Linked DNA regions of Sus scrofa: all the other regions are linked to region 1. A link is a contact called in public HiChIP or PLAC-seq data. All regions are on one chromosome and are shown on one strand. Each heading gives the region's core, a stretch centred on a gene start, on an enhancer-like site or on the middle of the called end of the contact. The rest is flanking DNA. Distances are from core to core; before and after follow the strand shown. Region 1 has its middle 240 kb from the start of ALDH8A1. Region 2 has its middle 200 kb from the start of SGK1. Region 3 has its middle 230 kb from the start of SGK1.

Region 1 (3,484 bases), core at 551-3,050:
ACATGTCACTAAGTGTCACCTTCTTAGCTCCACCAGAGTAAACAGGTGAACCAAAGTTCATAAAACACTCGCAAAAGGGACTAGCCCAGTGTCCTCCTGACATCATCACCTCATCAAAATTAATTTTGTACCATAGGAACAATGTTAGCCATTGTGAAGTTTAACTGAAAAATAAACAAGCTATTTAAATCGTCTGTGAGGAACACAAATAAAAAAAGCGAGCAGATGAAAGGAAATGCCAAGAGTGTGCCCAGCTCCTGTCAGAGATCTTTTACCTCTATGTACAAAACCCAGTTCCCGCTGATCTTTGGTGCCATAAAAAATGTACTGAACATCGTGAGACGAATTGACATAAACACTGTGGACTGTCATCTCGTGCAAGCAAGGAAGGCCACCTGTTCCTTGAGTAAAAGACACAGACACAGGTTGCAACCTGAAACTGAGAAGAGGAAGGGAACTAAATAAGAATTCTGGCCCAACCAAGGCTCGAGTCAGCCAGTGAGTTGTCCAAGCCACAGTCCTTTTCTATTTCAAACTCCAGGGGACACTTGGTGTCAAAATCTGACACCACAGTCAAATAGGAGGAGGCGAGGGAAGACACCATGGATTAAATGGTTTTCCAAATTATAATAATCTTCTGTCAGGGAGCAGGAATATTTCTACATTATTGACAGTGATGCAGTGAAAACTCCGAGCTTCTCAGACTTGAGTCCCAGCCCTGCTCAATCATTGATCAGTTACTTGAGTTTGTGCAGATCTCTTGTTCTCTCTGAATATATTTCCTGGTGCATAAAATAGTGTTAATGATATCTACTGGGCAAGGGTTTTTGAGGATTAAAAGAAATATTAAATGTAAATGCCTAAAGAAGTATTAAATGTGCCTGGCACACAATAGATGCTTCATAATAGTCAGGTTCTTTCTACTTGCCCTCTTTTATCATCTTCTCTGGGTTCAAGTTCTATTTAGTAATTGCTTTAAAATAGTGAGAAAGCAGAGGAGGAGGAGAACAAAGAGAATTATTTTAGTAGGTTCAGATATTATTTTTAAAAATACCAAAGAAACGACAGCTTATTACAGACTCTAGAAGTTTGCTATTTATGTACGGGGACCAGTTAATGCTCTGTGTGTGTGTGTGTGTTCATGTGTACCTTTTAACAAAAATTATGCTCTTAAACTGCAAAAGTTTGCCTGTACATGTGTTGTGTTGACTTCTGTGTATTCATTTTTATTTTGCCATTCGAATTAAGCAAATAATATCTAGAGACAAAATTCTTAGGTATTTTTCTAGAGAAAAGAGAAACTTCAGACCTACCTTCAGCAGTGCTATATAGGAACTACATAGAGAGGTAGAGGTGGATTAATTTTGATTAATTTACATGAAGCAAGTAGGTTAGGGGAGATTGACGTGTGAGTTTGCAGTATGCCTCTCTATCTGGACATTTGTACAACACATCCACTTGTTTAACAAATATTTTGGGGAAATTTTCTGTGCCAGGATGGTGCTATGTCCATGTACCAATTCTATGGTGGGGACATGGATTTTTCCCAAGCCACTAATTGCATGTGGTCTCCTAAGGTGGAGCTGCCCAAAGTCATTCTCTAGCTGCTTTTCTGCTATTTCCAATGAAGTGGTCACCCTTTATGCCCAACGGGAAGTTCCAGGATATAATTCTTCATGGTTCGTAATGATCAAGAGCCAGACGTCACAACTAAAGGTTTCGTTACTTTTGTAAAGCAGTAAGGACTACACACCATGAAGCAATCCAGCATTTCTCTGGTTCTAGAAAGCCACTTAATGTGCATGTGACCAGCTTAAGATATGCGTGGTCTCAATGCTGCAACATTTGTTCCCATGTTGCTTATCCCTGATCTGAATGCTCATGAAATATGCAGCTTCTCCTCTGTACCAGCGGGAGATTTTTAAGCAAAGTCAAATATTTTTACACAAAACGTGTCAGTTCTGTGAAGAAAACTACTGCATAACTGTCAAAAATTCTTATAATTACATCTATTTTCCTGCCACCAGAGCTTGTCAGCATAATAGCCAGGTAGGTCACCGTTATCAACACTTTCATGGAGGGACAATCTACCTGGCCTATTTTGCCAGTTCCTTGGGTAATGAGAGGCTTGTTTGTTAGTTCTCTGGCTTTGGGAACATAGATTATCCCTTCCCTCTTTTTTTTTTTTAAAGCATTGTGTTGTAGAAAAAATTTTGGTTAAAGAAAAACAACTGCCTTGATTTGATAAGGTGGCAAATAAGCATTATGTAATAGTCACAGAAACAAGCCTTCCAATTCTTGTTTATCTTTTTAAAAACATTTTTGACAGAAAAATAAGCGAAGAGAAGAAATTTTTAAAACATACTCATAGTCACTTCACCCAGAGAGGGTGTTAACACTTTAGTGTATCTCTTCTGGGTCTGTGCCTCATAAGAATAGACATCTCTATATTTCCTTTAGCTAACATGGGAACGTACTCTCCCTGATGTTATGTACCCCATTTTCCCATGTCATTCAGTGTCCTCCTGTGTCATCTTTTCTAATGACAGCACAGTATTACACGGTGTCACGATTGCTTTAGCCAGTAGAGGCATGTATGTATGGCTGCAGGGTAAGCAACACCCTTAGAGCTTCAGCTTTTAAACCACCTCATCCCCTCTAGGTCGTCTTGAAAACTGTGTTCTCAGCTGGTGTCTGAACGTGTGCTTCTGATCCCGGCCAACTCAGTCAGTCCTAAGGAGGAGACCTCTGGTAGTTCACTGAGTCAGAAGCTAACTGAGCTCAGGGAACTGTCTCAGTACCCCGTTGTCATTTGAAAAAGGAAACTACGGCTTGAGTAGTTTAGAGCATGACTTTTTTTCTGACCAAACAGAGTGTGCTTCAGAGTGTGTGGAATTTAAAACTTTCATTCATGCAACTGATACGGATACAGTCCCTGCTCTATGCATCAGTCATCATGCAGCAGGCTAGGGATATGTTGGAGAAATAGACACAAGTTTTGTTTAGTTTCTTTCTTTCTTTCTTTCTTTTTTTTTTTTGGCTTTTTGCCATTTCTTGGGCTGCTTCAGAGGCATATGGAGGTTTTCAGGCTAGAGGTCAAATCAGAGCTGTAGCCGCCAGCCTACACCAGAGCCACAGCAACACAGGATCGAGCTGCATCTGCAACCTACACCACAGCTCATGGCAACGCCAGATCCTTAACCCACTGAGCAAGGCCACGGATTGAACCTGCAACCTCATGGTTCCTAGTCGGATTCATTAACCACTGAGCCACGATGGGAACTCCTGTTTAGTTTCTTTCTTATGGAGCTTATATTTTGATGGACTAACAGTTTTTAAGTCAAGAAAACAGAAAAGCAGCCTCAAAGCCTTTTTGTTGTCATGACAAGTAGAGCGGGGTAGAAGTCATAAGCTTCACATACATGTACCTTTGAAACTATCATGAAAGTTCTAAGATTCTTTTGCAAACTCAAAATATTCCATT
Region 2 (3,484 bases), core at 361-2,860, 240 kb before region 1:
AAGACCGAAAAAAAAAAAAAAAGTAAATATCACTCATAATTCTATCACTCAAAGGTAACCATACCACTCAGAGATAATTATTGTTCACAGTATATTACACATACTTCCATTGTTAATGAATATATAGCTTACAAAAAACAGACTCATGCTGTATATACTATTTTATAACAAACATTTCCTCATGTCGGTAAATATTGTTTCTACAACATACTTTTCATAGTTCCATACACACACATACATACATATAATAATAATAATAATACAAAGTGCAGGCACCATTCTGAGTACATTGGAAGTTTATCTCCCACACAGAGTGGTAGGTGGTTTTATTATCCCTGTTTTATACATGAGAAACTGGGGCCCACAGAAATAATGTGGCAGGATTTGATTTGGAGCCTATAGCTATTCAACAGCAGAGCTGAGGCTGGAGCTCCCAGAGTCTAGAGCAACAGCCTTAGCCCCTGTGCTCCTAAGTCCAGCTGAACCTTCAGAAGCCCTTTTAAAAACAACAAATGGATTCCTGCTAAATTCTTTACAGTACCAGAGCCAGAGTCCATTTTGTTGCAGTAATGTCATGGTTCCTTTTTTTTTTTTTTTCTTTATCCTTTCATTTCCTTCACAAACTTACATTTATTTTTAGAAGTGATTATCTTTGCCATCAACTGAGACTGTGTGTGTATAAATGTGTGCTCTACTTCACATCCTGACAGGTTCAATAATTGGTACTGAAAACTGAAGAATAATTCTTTTGTTTGTTTTTTTGGTTTTCAGGGCTGCACCTGTGGCATATGCAAGTTCTCAGGCTAGAGGTTGAATTGGAGCTACAGCTGAGGCCTATGTCACAGCCACAGCAACACAGGATCTGAGCCAAGTCTGTGACCTACACCACAGCTCATGGCAACACCAGATCTTTAACCCACTGAGTGGGGCCAGGGATTGAACACGCAACTTCAAGGATACTAGTCAGGTTCACAGCCTGCTGAGCCACAAGGGGAACTACTGAAGAATAATTCTTGTGTATTTTTTCTTTTCTTTGCTTCTTCCTGCGTCCCTTCCTCCCTTCCTTTCTTACTCCCTTTTTTCTTTCCTCTCTTCCTTTCTTCTCTCCTTCCTTTCATTCTTTAATTCTTTTTTTTCTTTGCTAGATTTTAATGATTTAGTTTTACTCACCAGGATCAAGAGGTACTAAAACATACAAAATATTTTATAAGAAAAGAAGAAGCCTGGTTTTACAGTTCCAAGTGAATTCTTTGGGCATTTCAAAATAATATGTCACAGCTTTGGAGAATTAAGGTCTTGAATGATGAGGGTTTTAAAATATCAAAAGGATTTTCAGATAGCTACTTTACAATCTGAAACCTACCTTTAACTTAAAAAGCAAAATTTTATAACCTGTTATAAACTTTTTACACATTTATAAAAACTATGGAAATTTTGTGGAAAAATAGACTTTACATGGAAAATGATCTTGGAAATTTTAAAATATGAGTGGATATTTTGTTTCCCAAAGCTGATGACAGTAAACCATAAGCGAAACAGTAAACCACGTATGAAACTGCTCAATGATACTAAGTGTAGAAATAATGTTAATTTTCTGATGTCAGATGGATGGAAAAAGGAAGTGCACACTTCTACAATTGAATTGAGAACTAAGACAACTCACATTTGGTTGATTAGACCAGTCTGGCTGCTAATAGAATTTCCCCCAAATCAGGCCATGGCACAAAGGAGACCAGCAAACAAGATGCCAAAATCATCAGCAAGACCTGCCACTGGATTCCCTTGAGACTTTTTGTGAGTGCTGGTATTAATCATGGAATTTGTACGCAGCTCTACCATGCCCTATGCAATAATTATCATATATTTATAATAATCACTTTGTAATCACTTAGCTACACTGGGATTATTTTACTAATGAATGATTGAAGAAATTAGGAAAATGGTTAAAAGCAAAAGACCTAGGGTGGATTGAGGTTGAAATTTCAGCTCTGTCACGCACTGCTGTGGACAACTAATGTTTTTGTTAGCCTAAGTTCCCCTTCCCCATCTTCTGGAAAATGAACCTTCTTTTTCCCTTAAGGAAATCCTCTTTCCTTACTTTCTGCCAATAATCGAGATCCCTGACATCCTTTTGAAAAATAGTAAGGCATATGGCCCAAGCTTGGCCGATCAAGTTTACCCGCCCAGAAATTCAAATTGTGAGCCCTGCTCAAAGGAAGTGACCAGAATGGATCCTCTCAGTGATATTTTCCTGAAGAAACTGGCATATTAGTTCCTACTACCTAGATGTTGGGAATTTTTGTGTTTTTTATCCTTTCAATAATCCAGATTTTTTTCCCCTATGATTCTATGAGCTACTCCATGCCCTTCCAATATGTTTTAGTTTCACCAAAGTTAACCAGAATCTATTTCTCTTGTTTGTAGCCAAAGAACTTGAATAGTCTGAACAAATTAGGTATATCATCACTCTAACATCCATGGACTTCAGCAAATGTAAAATATCTAGTTCAATTACTACTAAATCTATAATAGATTTATAATAATGATTTCAACATGCTTGACAATATTAAAAATATTATTTTGGTAACTGAGGAATATTTATATCATCTTCCTAAGAATTTATCTCATGTAAAATTTTGAAAGTAATGCCTACATCCCAGACTTGTAAGGATTAAATGAGAAGCTGTCTGGAAAATGTCTAGCATAGTGCCCCCTAGAGTAAGGGATTGATATCTATTGGCTGTTATCACTGTACAGTGACTGTAAGCATAAACATAGTCCAAGGCAAGTTCAAACTTTGAATGGTTGACGGTAGTGTGTCATAGTAACTTCTCTTGAGTTTTTGACATTGTAGGAATGACTGTTATTCAGACTAAGAAACTTAGCTGATAATTTGAACATTTCAGTAGAATAGTGATCTGGCACTCTGTTTAATAATAGATTTGATAAATAAATAAATGAATGAATAAATGAATTAATCAATAACTAACTAAATAAATAAATAAATAAAAGAAAAGGAGTCCATTTCTATAAGGGCATCTAAGCAAGATTTTCATTATGCAAGAGAGCAGTTTAAATTTCCCTAAGAATTTATGGGGTTTTGCTCCAAATAATGAAGTGATCTAGTGGGGAGGTATTTTCAGATGTATGTCGACCAAGGGAATCACTAACTTAGTCTTTGCTGTATATGTGTGTTAATGTGAATGTGTACATGGGCACATAAGTAGAGCCAATTGGAATTGCTCTTCGAATTTTGTGGAATATAGATGGGCAGAGAATTAAAACCAAATCCAAGATGTCCTTGGCCATCCATTCTAATTGGCTCATGTCTCTGAACATTTAGGTTTGTACAGATAGCATTAGTTTCACTTTAAGAGGCATTTGGCATAGAAAATCCTTCGTTAAAACTTCTTCTGCTGGCTAAGCGTTAAGAGTATCAGTTCATTTGTTTCTGTTTCCAGTTTTCAAAATTTTACTGAATATG
Region 3 (3,484 bases), core at 455-2,954, 210 kb before region 1:
GGCAGAGAGAGAGAGACTCCAATCTGGCATTGCTGTGGCTGTGGCGTAGGCTGGCGGCTGCAGCTCCGATTCAACCCCTAGCCTGGGAATCTCCATGTGCCGTAGGTTCAGCCCTAGAAAGAAAATAAATAAATAAATAAATAAATAAATAAAATGGGGTCAGATGCCCACATATAATAAATAAGGAGACTCGGCCCCAGATTGCCTCATTTTCTAGCCTAGTAAGTGGCGGAGCCAAGACCAGCAAAGAGGTTCCTGATTCATCAGGGACTGGGGATTTCTCTGCTCCATGTCATGGTGCAAGGCCCTGGGATGTGGGGACAGGGGTGAAAATGGGGTCATGATAAGCTGTATCCATCTCCTTTCCCTGTGTGGCCGTAACCTAGCCAGGCAGCTTGTAATGTGAAGCGAAAGTTAAACAGGCAGCATCATAGAAAATGCAGACCTTAGAGAGATGGCAGAGGGCAGGTGACAGCGGGTGCAGGGAAATGAAAGGCACTGCAGCGTCCCTGAACACATAATGGACATGTAGGCGTCTGCTTTATCTCTGCTATGGAACGTTGTGATAAATTATTAATAAAATGGTTTGTGCAAGTGGTGATGAAAAATAGACCTATTTTTGCCTAACAAACCTAACCAAATAGGAGGTAAGGGTGTTTTACTTTTCAGTCTGAAAAATACATTAGAAGCGAAGGTGTAAATGGCATCTGTGCTCTTCATAGATAAAAAGGGGTGAAGCACAGAGGCTGGATCAGAGCAAACACCTCCGAGAAAAGTAAGCTTAGAAGAGCAATGCTCTCAGCATAGGCCACATAGCCTATATCCCCTGTAACCTATATCCCCAATCAACTTCTATCCTGGAAGAGGTATTTTACATTTTAAGACTAGAAATAGTTCATTCATGGATCTCTTTATTTTTATTTTATTTATTTTAAATGATTTTTTATTTTTTCCATTGTAGCTAGTTTACAGTGTTCTGTCAATTTTCTACTGTACAGCAAGGTGACCCAGTCACACATGCATGTATACATTCTTTTTCTCACATTATCCTCCATCATGCTCCATCATAAGTGACTAGATATATTCCTGGTGTCTCTTATTTTCAGAATAATGGGTTTCTATTCTTAGAGTTCCTGACCTGAACTCACAGGGACCGACAATATTAATTTTATTTAGTGTTTTTTTAAGTGTTTTTCATTTTATGTTGTTTTTATTTTTAGCGTGTTTTCTTTAGGCCATTATTTTTTTAATGATCAACAATGAAAAATCAAATTTTATATCCTGGCTTTTTAGAGAAGCTAGAAAGATAGGGGGCCACAGCCCTAAACAGCAATGAATTCTTTGCAGTAACAGCAGCCACCAGAGTTCCCGTTGTGGCTCAGTGGGTTGAGAACTTGACATAGTGTCCGTGAGGATGAGGGTTCCACCCCTGATTTAAGGGGGTAAAGGATCCCACGTTGCCACATGTTGCAGCCGAGTTTGCAGATGTGGCTTGGATCTGGTGTTGCCATGGCTGCGGCAAAGGCCTGCAGCTGCAGCTCTGATTGGACCCCTAGCCTGGGAAATTCCATATGCTGCAGTCACATGAGAAAAAAAAAAAAAAAAAGAAGAGCAGCCGCCTACATAGATGGGTGGGTGTTTTCCTGCTGCCCTTAGGCTCCTCCCTCTCTCTGGTCTTAAGTCTTCTTCCTACTCACACCACCCATCTTCCCTGCCCTGGCTCTGAAGACATATAAATGTGTTCTAAACCCTTCCTCTTCCTTCCAGAAAGAGAGCTTAGTTAGATCAGTTTTCTCAACTCTTGGCTACTTGCCGACCTTAAGCCAGGACACAAAGGTCACAGGCAGACATTGCTGAGCAGGGTGTTTTTGAACTTCTAAAACCATTGCATTGGCTTTTCTAAAAGATGCTCAGCATGTTTAGCAGATACACATTCAGTGTTGCAAAAGAAAATTCATTTTCCAAGATCTCTGTCCTTTAGCTCCACATCTCTTCATTTCTGTGCCTCTCTCAGAAGAGGAAAAGAAAAGATACATAGCACCTCATATCTGAGAGTGTTAAAATAACCAGCAAGCCTCAATTAAGTTATTTCAATAAGGTATTATTATTTACATGGGCTACTGTGAGCCATGTACCTGAAAGGGTTTGGTGAATAACAGTTTCCTAATGACAACAACGTTGAGACAACGTTATACAATGATTGATCACAGGGGAGAAGGCAGCAGAACAAGGCAGCAAGTTTCAATCCATGCCTGTTCTGTTCACTCATAGACCCCAAGGAATACACATGTTCTTAAGGTCTGTGCTGGTGGATTAGAGCACATGCTATGTTTGAAAACTGGATTTTCCTGAACAAATCTGTACACCCCAAACCACCTCCACTTCCTTCCCCCATCTCAGAGAAATACAATGTGGGAATTCCCACTGCTATGGTGCAATGGAATTGGCAGCATCTCTGGAGCACTGGGACATAGGTTCCATGCCCGGCCCAGCCCGGCCCAGCCCGGCACACTGGGTTAAGGATCTGGCATTGCCACAGCTGCAGCATAGGTTGCAACTGTGGCTCAGTGATCCCTGGCCTTGGAACTCCATATGTCATGGGGCAGCCAAAAAAAAAAAAAAAAAAAGGTGTTAGGTATGAAGCTCTCCTCCAAGCTGCTGGAGACTCCCAGGATGAATAGACACATGAAATATGGGCGCCTACCCAGTTCTCCAGGCAGGAACCCTGCCCTTCATTGGATGGAGGCAAATCCACCATCACCTCAGCGCTGAGGTCAATTAGCCATGTTAATGTAGTGCAGGGTATAAGAGGAAGAGAATGGCATTTCCTGATGGGGCTGCTCTGAAGCTCTAAGTTGCCCTTGACAACTTATAAAGGCCCTTCCGGATCCACACATGATCTTTTTCTCCCTGAAAATCAGAGCTGGAGGTCAGCAATCTGTTAACAGCCCTCCAGGGATTCTGATGCACGCGGAAATTTCAGAACCTCTGGACCTGAGTTGTTGCTAGAGGGATGCAAATGCCACTGTGCAGGACGTGTAGGTAAGCAAGTAGCTTGCGGAACAGGAAAGACTTCAGAAGCAGGTGAATTCAGAAACTAGGAGTTTTGCTTTGGGAGACTCTGTCATTAGGCAGCGGGAGTGGGCTCAGAGCAGGACTCTAGTCTCTGAGAAGATTCAAGGTCTGATCGAGGTAGCACTCCAGCCTCAAGGGGCTAGAGCTTGCAAATGAGGATGTGGCGCACTGGGCACCAGAAATAAGAAATACAGAGCCCTGGAGTTCCCGTTGTGGCTCAGCGGGTTAAGAATCCGAATAATATCCATGTGGATGCAGGTTTGCTCCCTGGCCACACTTAGTGGGTTAAGGATCCTGTGTTGCCACGAGCTGCCATGTAGGTTGCAGATGCAGCTCAGATCCAGTGTTGCTGTGGCTGGGGTGTAGGCTGGCAGCTGCAGATCTAATTCAATCCTTGGCCTGGGAACTT

The links. HiChIP or PLAC-seq counts read pairs in DNA pulled down with a chosen protein or histone mark.
Region 2: a contact with region 1 is called in an H3K27ac HiChIP or PLAC-seq map of alveolar macrophages. The contact joins two enhancer-like sites. A contact is called at or near these places in 1 of 47 Hi-C or Micro-C datasets (blood) and 2 of 2 datasets of contacts at active chromatin or transcription factors (alveolar macrophages and skeletal muscle).
Region 3: a contact with region 1 is called in an H3K27ac HiChIP or PLAC-seq map of alveolar macrophages. The contact joins two enhancer-like sites. A contact is called at or near these places in 1 of 47 Hi-C or Micro-C datasets (embryonic fibroblasts) and 1 of 2 datasets of contacts at active chromatin or transcription factors (alveolar macrophages).

What each region holds. Positions count from the first base shown.
Region 1 is chr1:29,300,562-29,304,045 of Sscrofa11.1, reverse strand. No RefSeq gene overlaps it. Among named protein-coding and RNA genes, the nearest start is that of ALDH8A1, 240 kb to the right of the region's middle. Within about 2 kb of position 1,800, at least 3 of the 83 cell types and tissues checked have an H3K27ac peak or open chromatin away from gene starts, as enhancers often do. A contact at or near this core is called in alveolar macrophages, where this site is marked.
Region 2 is chr1:29,544,782-29,548,265 of Sscrofa11.1, reverse strand. No RefSeq gene overlaps it. Among named protein-coding and RNA genes, the nearest start is that of SGK1, 200 kb to the left of the region's middle. Within about 2 kb of position 1,610, at least 2 of the 83 cell types and tissues checked have an H3K27ac peak or open chromatin away from gene starts, as enhancers often do. A contact at or near this core is called in alveolar macrophages, where this site is marked.
Region 3 is chr1:29,515,386-29,518,869 of Sscrofa11.1, reverse strand. No RefSeq gene overlaps it. Among named protein-coding and RNA genes, the nearest start is that of SGK1, 230 kb to the left of the region's middle. Within about 2 kb of position 1,704, at least 5 of the 83 cell types and tissues checked have an H3K27ac peak or open chromatin away from gene starts, as enhancers often do. A contact at or near this core is called in alveolar macrophages, where this site is marked.